2 separate regions of the Mus musculus genome follow, and region 2 is linked to region 1. Evidence: chromatin contacts called from public Hi-C data. All regions are on one chromosome and are shown on one strand. The core of a region is the stretch at or near the end of the contact, and the rest is flanking DNA. Distances in the headings are between cores, read along the strand shown.

Region 1 (3,828 bases), core at 935-3,434:
GGTTGCAGGATGGTTGACATTGAATCATATTTCTAACATGCTAACTTCCACTTTCCAGTCTCAACTGAATAAGAAAAACCATTTTCACACTTTATTCACTATTTCTATGTATAGTAGGGGGTCATTTCTCAGGGTGTTGCAGGACCATGGGATCAGAAAAAGGACTGTAGAGATCTGACATCTTATTCGTCATCAGTACGTAACAAAAGTCTTTCTGATCTTCTGCAGCAACAGAGGGACCTAAAATGACAATCCATCAGGCATAATGACAAATGACAGGGCTCAATATTTTGCCTATAAATGCCCACCTTTTGGGGGAGTTCCTGTCATTCTAATAATACAAAACTGATAAAATGCAAAATTAAAAGAAAAAAATATAGATTAAAGCACTGCTTGCATTTTTATTTATTTTCTTAAATTCTCGGTTTCCTAAACTACTATGATGCGTCAATATGTTTCATCATTTGGGGAGAGTAAGGAAATCAATACGGAAGCACAAGAACTTATTCCAGTAGCAAAGTTCAAAGTGCCCTGGTTAAAGTTCAGAATTATCTATCAGGAGTATTTTGTTTATAAGACCCAAACACTAGGCCCTGTTCATGTTGGCCAAATTCTGAACCACCACTAAGCTACATCCAGTCCCAGAAAAATGCTTTTGAAAATTAACTATAGTTCATTGAGAGATCCTGTCTCGGGAAGGGAAGGGAAGGGGAGGGGAGGGGAGGGGAGGGGAGGGAGAGGGGAGGGGAGAGGGAGGGGAGGGGAGGGGAGGGGAGGGGAGGGGAGGGGAGGGAAGGGAAGGGAAGGGAAGGGAAGGGGTTGAAAGAGGAAGGCACTGGTCTCTGAACATTTGACTGTATTCAAAATACTGCATGCACACACACACACACACACACACACACACACACACGGAGAGAGACAGAGGCAGACAGACAGACAGACATGCACACGGTGGGAGGGGGGGAAGAAATGGGCAAAGGAGGAAAACAGCAAAGAAATGCAAAAGGGAAGGTGAAAGAAGAAGCAAGGCCACTACTCAGTGAGGTTTTGAGCCAGTAGCAGTGGCAGCAGCAAGCAGTGGCGGCAGCGGCAGATGGGCTGTGGTGGTGGTGGCAGAGAACTTGATGTAAAGGCATCTCAGGGCCACCCCAGTCCTACAGACTCAGAAAGTGTATCTTCACAGGACCAATAGACAACTGTACCTCCTTGCAGTTAGGCATTCTAAGTCTCCCCACACCTGTGAGGTACTGCCCTAGTATAGAGGATAGTGCTGTGTGAGCCATACCAAGGATGCCTGTGATGAACGCATTCCTAAACTCAGGTGGACCGACCCTCATCCTGCATGTTCCAATATAAGTGCAGAATTACCCAAATCTGTAAGTGATCAGTAGCCTCCTCTAGTAAGAACATCAGCCAAACCCACAGATCTCAAGGGCCCAGGAGGGAAGTGTGAGGTTACATTCTTCTTGGGAACTAGTAAAAGTGGAATTTATTTATTTTTCTGAGCCTGTCTCTTTTCAGAGGCCAGATGACATGTTCCTGTGCTCTAGCATAGTCAGGCTTGCCCCGTGCCAAGTGTGCACTACCGGATACACACCATTCGCACATGCATGCGCGCACACACCCTTTTCCTTGGGTTGAATCCATGCCTAGCTGGAAGTGGTTGCTTCTGTCTATGGCTGTATTCCACTCATATTGTCCAACACTGATTTTTCTAACTAGAACCATAGATTACAGAAGTACGGACAGAGTTAACAAGTATTAAACTGGCCTCGCAAAATATTTTAAAGTAGCAGACTTTCAGGCTACTTTAGAGGTTCTGAGGAGTGGAGCTAGGGTGAAACTGGGAGGTCAGGCTCTTCAGTAAACACTGGAGTGAAATTATGCTTTTGAACATGGCTTCCTCTGAGAAATATGGTTCTGCCTATGAACAGTCACTCCATACACATTCCTGGGTCACCTCCCAAGGAGTGAAGAAGGATTAATTAGCAGCCCCCAAGACAGGCTGGCTTTGTAAGCATTCCCATTGCACAAGCAACACGTCAGGCTAGACAATAATGCAGTGCAAACTGCCTATTGAACTGCAGCCAAAGAAAATGCCTCCCAAGTGTGGAGGGATGATCGCCAGTGTCTGCCACCCACGGCGGAGAACAGCGACTCACGTTGACAAGAGAGCATGCTCTCCAGACAGAGATACATCTAAGCTGATGCAACCCTCCCCCCCATGTTAACAAAATGCCAGCAAACGTTCCTCCCTTGAGACTCTATATGTGTCTATAAGACAGCTGTCCAACTGTAATACTCGTAGAAGTTACGATTGTACAAGTTTGCCACGGGTGCTGTAGTTGCTGTTGAAAATACTGTGAAGGTGTCAGCATTATTGGGTGGGGAAGAAATAATTCTCAGTCACTGTGGAAAGGATGAACCAGAGTCAACGGTGCTATATTCACACCTTCACAGACACAGCCACTGTCAGCTGCATCCACCAAGTTCTCTCAGATACTAAAAGTACGCCAAACACTAAGCTCTATCAACCTTTAACCTGTCTTTGACGGTTAAGAGGAAACAGTTATTGCCAGTGTGACTGAGCCCCTTTGGTGGGCAAATCTCTATACAAAGGGCTTTTGATGTGCTGACTACTTCTCACAGCCTTTATAAAGTAGGTATACTGCTTTTGTTGTACTGTGAAGATGCTGAGATAATTTTTTTAAATAATAGTAAATGATGCTATGAAAAAATAATAAAGTAGGAAATAAGGGCAGAGCTCTCAGGGACTCTATGATCTAAATGTCTATGATCTAAAGTGTCAGCTGAGGTCCCTTACAAGTAGCACTGAAACAAACCTATGGAAAGCAGAGACGTGAGTTTAGCAGAATCTAAGAGCATCATTCCTGACTAAGCAAACAGGCGTCAGGACCCTGTGGCAGGAAACTCTGGCTTGCCCAGGAACAGTAAAGAGTCTGTGTGACCAACAAAGCAGAGATTCCAAGATGAGGCCCATGGGTGGTTGTTTGGAAGTGGCGAGCTTCACACAACTCCAGGGTTGTGCAAGGTCCCCGTGAATCTGCTAAGCAAGGAGTGGGTAAGGCCTGTTGCTTTGAACAGAGAAGTGGTGTGAGTCGGCTTTATATTTCTACATGGCCTGTTGGAGATGGCAACAACCAGTGCACTCTCTCTTGCCAAGATGAAGAATGACCTCCACATTGTAAACCTGTAGGATTCTTAGGTCGTTATTCTTGTTGAGTGGCTTCTCCTCACCCACCTGTCCTTTTGCCAGGCGTCTACCACCTACCTGTCTGGACGACTTCCCGGGCTCTTTTCCTATCCTGTGCTTATGGTTATGTGGGTGGTGCTCAAAGCCTATGAGCATGGGTGCTCTTCCTGCCTAATCTCATGTCTCCCTGTCTCATCTGCAGCAGTGCACTCAGGCTTCCCTCACTGGCGGCACTCCAGGATAGCTCACCCGAGCTGCTGCCAACTCATCTAGGTGCCTGTTGCATGCCCCCTCATGTCCTGGGTGGCCCAGGGTTCTTTAAATCAGCTTGGGAAATACGAGGGCTGTTTCCCCAGCTTTCCTGAGAAAATCCTTGTCTAGCTAAAGGCAGGACACAGAGGGCTGGGAATACAGCCCAGTTGGGAGACTGCTTGCCTACAATACACAAAGCCTTGAGTTCAGTCTTCAGCACCACACAAAGATAGGCCTGGTGGCAGATGCCTGCAATCCTAGCATTCAGAAGGTGCAGGCAGGAGAATGAGCAATCCAGTGTCACCTTTACATACATATCAAGTTTAATGCCAGACTAGGAGAGTTTTGTTTTTTTTTTTTTA
Region 2 (3,828 bases), core at 768-3,267, 160 kb after region 1:
TAGTCACTTGTAACTCCAGCTTCCTGAAAGCCCACATCTTCTTCTGGCTTCCATAGGCACCCACCAATGGGGTATATGTACAGACACACACGTACACAAAAATAAAAGTGATGTTCAATCTTTTAAATAGAGCAGGCACCCCATAGATCATCACTATCACAAGTCAAGGATAATTCTTTCATAATTTTCCCCTTCTTTCTGCACACACTGCCGTGCCCTGCTTTGTTTCCACTTTCATAGGACTCATAACTTGAAGTATCACACATAGCTCTTGTTGTGTGCTTTTAATTGCTCTTGCTATTTCAAATCTTGCTTCTCTTCCAACAAACAAACCAACAAACAACAAAAACTTTAGCTTTTTGAAGACAAGGAAGGTGTCGGATCCTATAATTGCTTTTTCAGATACGAAAATCATTTTTATATAAGAAACTTAAGTAAGTTTTTGATCGGCGCTATTAGACACCTTTGGGTTAGATATCGTGGCACGACTGTCTGGAGACAGGCTCTTGTGCAAAGAATATGAAGAGGCCAATGGGAGGTCAGGAGAAGAAAGCGAGTGCTGTTCTGTTTCACCCTATGTTGGATTCCAGTGTGGTAAGGATGCTCATCCATCCTTCAGAAAAGCAGGTATGGAAAGTAAGAGGAAGATGTTTAGGAAAGAAATCAGAATATGTCATTCATTATACTCTGGGACAAACGCTGGAGCTAGTCTTTACTAGTAGGCATTGTGCTAGGAGTTTGAGACCAAATGGAAAATACCAAGTAAACAATTTAAACTACTCAAACCCTGCAGGAAAGACATCTCTACAGATATGTGGAGGGAATCTGTGCGGAGTTGTTCCTAACCGGGAAATTGCCAGGGATTAACAACCTGCATTGGCAACATCTCAAGTATACATACTGGATATATTCAACCAAGATCCTGAGATGAAGTAGGGATATGGGCTGGCTGACCTCCCAAGGTCTTTTCCATTACCACAAGCATACACAGCATCCTACCCTTTCCCATTTATGATCCAACACATGCCTGTAGTCAGTTTGACAGTAAGTCCCCTGGGCTTCCTTCCAGGTTTAGTACGATGCCACGAAAGACTGCTAGCACTCAACAAATGATTCAAATATTTGTTGAATGAAGGAATTAATGAATCGTGTTTAAATAGGTCTCACATGATCTCCCCAGATATAGAGAATAAAATCACAACATTCCAGGCATGATGGTTTGAAGGTTTGAACAGGGCTGGCAAGGGAACATGATCTCTCTCTCTCTCTCTCTCTCTCTCTCTCTCTCTCTCTCTCTCTCTCTCTCTCTCTCTCTCACACACACACACACACACACACACACACACACACCCTCTAGCCTTGGGAAAGCACAGCCCACCTGCTAAGCAAGCAGGCTGCGGGAGTTTCCTTGGCAAAGAATCCTGTCTGCTGCTTCCAAATGCAGTCTCCAGAAGGTCACTTCACTCAGATACAGAACAGCTTCCTTTGGTCTCTGTGACAAAGTTTGTGGGGATTCAGTGCGGTCCTCCCCTGGGGTGCTTCTACACTCCCACCCCTACTCTGGGTGCCTGTGGCACACAGCTGGTCTGCCCGCAGCACCCCGCCTTACCTTAGTGAGCTGAGCGATCTTCTTGCACATTTTCACGTGCATCTCCGGATCACAGTCCATTCTCCAGCCCGAGCCACCGCGGGCGTCGGCTTTGGAGCTCGCGCAGGTTCCTGGCGGGTGAATTTTGCTGTTGAGGGCAGATGCCATCGCTTTAAGGAGCCCTGCACTGAAATGCTCTGACTCGCGCGCTCTCACCGCTGGCCGTGTGCACGTGCGTTCGAGCACGGGCGTGAGAGCTTTCTCCAGAGAGGTGGCACTGCAGTCCTGCCAGCACAGCCGCGTGGCTCTCTTTCCGGAGGTGTCTCCTTCCCGGGCCCACTCGCGCACCACCTTCCTCTGCTCGTGCTCGTTCGCGAGCTAGCTGGCTCACGGGCACCCGCACCATGCAGCGTAGCGCTGGCGCCTTGCACGTGAGGTTTACCATCTGCGGATGCTTCCGAGAGGGTGCGGGCTATACCTGCAAGAGGACAGCTTCTGAGGGGTGTTGGGGGACAGGAGGTGGGGGCGGTGCCCTGGGCAGGGTTTTTTTTTTTTTTTTTTCCCTTCCCTCTCCTTGGCCAACTGGGTGGCTTGGAGCTTCCAACTCCACTGTGAGCGATCCAGCCCGAGGTGGATAGCTCAGGCCAAGAGGAAGAAATGCTGGCTTTAGTCCCTAGCAGATCGGCAAATCAGAATGAAAATATTAGAAAATCCTGTAGTAGTAGATGGGACAGATGAGAGAGCGGGTCTTATTCCTGCAGCCCTGATGCTTAGAGCGAGGGTGAAGAGAGGAGGCGGGATGCTGAAGGGCAGAAGTGGGGATGAGGGAGCTAACCACTCCGATTCTAGGAGGTTGAGATCTGGAGCTCAAAGTGGGAATAGAGCTGGAACCTCAGAACTACACGGTGGGACTGAATTGGAAGCCCCCCTTCCTGACCTTGGATAGGACCTGCTCAGTGATGCTAGAGATCTCCCCACATCGTCCACTCAAAGGTCACTAGTGACCGAAACTTGGGGGTGGGTTGGGGGCGGGGCATCGCCAGATTTCGGTCTCAGAGTAGGGAAAGAGGTAGCGACAAGGAAAAAAAGTCCTGCAAGAGCTAGAAAGGGTGGTAGTGGGAAAGGAAGTTACAAGGGGCACCAGATGGGTCTGGAAAGTCAAGCCTACCCAGTTAAAGCAAAGGAGCTCATCTAACCTGTGCCATTACCTCAGACAGACCCGAGGCTGAACCTTGTTGCGTTTTGAAGTTGTTGCCCCTTAGACTGGGAAAGCAGGTAGGTAGAGAACCAAAATCGTTTCTGGCTTTTTTTTTTGGTTTTGAACAATGGACTTTGAGAAACAAGACAGAATCCTGGTCAGATTTTTCTGAAGTGGCAATAGTGTCATTATTATGATTTTGCCTGGCTAATATATTTTATTTTATAAACTTCTCGCCCTCCAATAACAATACTCATTTTATAGGTGGGAAAAATTAACTATTTGATCAGGTGATTACAAACGGCAGTTGGGTGTGAAATGGGGACAGTGATACCACAACTGTGAACCCCTGTCTACCTCCCAGGCATTACAGAGCACCCAGAGGAGCAACCAAGAGAACCTTAGGCTTATCCCACAACTCCGTGGGACAAAAATCTTTGGTGATCAGGGTCACAGGAGTCCATGTATTAAATACAGGCTTCCTATTTATTTCCAAATTTTATAGAATGCTATTTTTAGTATATAAATAATATCATTTTTACAGAAATTCAACCACTGTGCAAATGAGAAGAAAATTAGCCTTCATGGAATGAGAATACTGAACCAAAAAAATATTCACTAATTTGGATTATCACATCAGTGGCCCTGTGACTCTTGGTATTTGAGAGTGAACACACACTTGCCACATTGGTGGCAAGTCTCCTAACGTGCAAGCACCCGAATACTACATCATCATCAAGTTACTCAATTTATATACTAAAAGGCATACTATTTAATTTCATTTCATCCCTTTCATTTCTTCCTTGCATTAATATCAAGAAATTAGACAATTTTTTAAAATGTGTGTTGGGACTAGGTATGGTGGTGAACTCCTGAAATCCAAGCCCTCTGAGACAGGAGCGGAGTTTCTCAATCTTCTCTCCCGAAGGAACAACAAAAACAGATCACCTTGTCACAAAATGGCAACATTTGCACTGAGATGTCATTAAGTATATTAATATAACAGCACAGAGTATGCCATTTTGTAATAAAATGTGTTAAG

What was found. A called contact is a pair of places that touch in the nucleus more often than the background predicts.
Region 2: a Hi-C map of forebrain shows a contact between it and region 1, with 3 times the contacts expected there. The contact joins the promoter of Fam184b here to the enhancer-like site in region 1. A contact is called at or near these places in 7 of 39 promoter capture datasets (the C10 cell line, embryonic stem cells, hippocampal neurons and 2 more), 4 of 484 Hi-C or Micro-C datasets (the N1E-115 cell line, cerebral cortex, forebrain and 1 more), 3 of 115 datasets of contacts at active chromatin or transcription factors (a beta-TC-6 cell line, embryonic stem cells and stem cell-derived neural progenitor cells) and 2 of 9 other capture datasets (adipose tissue and liver).

The regions. Positions count from the first base shown.
Region 1 is chr5:45,474,442-45,478,269 of GRCm38.p6, forward strand. No RefSeq gene overlaps it. Among named protein-coding and RNA genes, the nearest start is that of Lap3, 17 kb to the right of the region's middle. Within about 2 kb of position 2,185, at least 28 of the 459 cell types and tissues checked have an H3K27ac peak or open chromatin away from gene starts, as enhancers often do. A contact at or near this core is called in forebrain, where this site is marked.
Region 2 is chr5:45,637,484-45,641,311 of GRCm38.p6, forward strand. Fam184b (family with sequence similarity 184, member B) reads right to left here and starts at 2,018. Exons shown (of 16, transcript NM_021416.3): 1 at 1,610-2,018. The coding sequence starts at 1,756. It overlaps 9630001P10Rik (RIKEN cDNA 9630001P10 gene), which reads left to right and starts at 1,792. Exons shown (of 4, transcript NR_102378.1): 1 at 1,792-2,053; 2 at 2,806-2,863.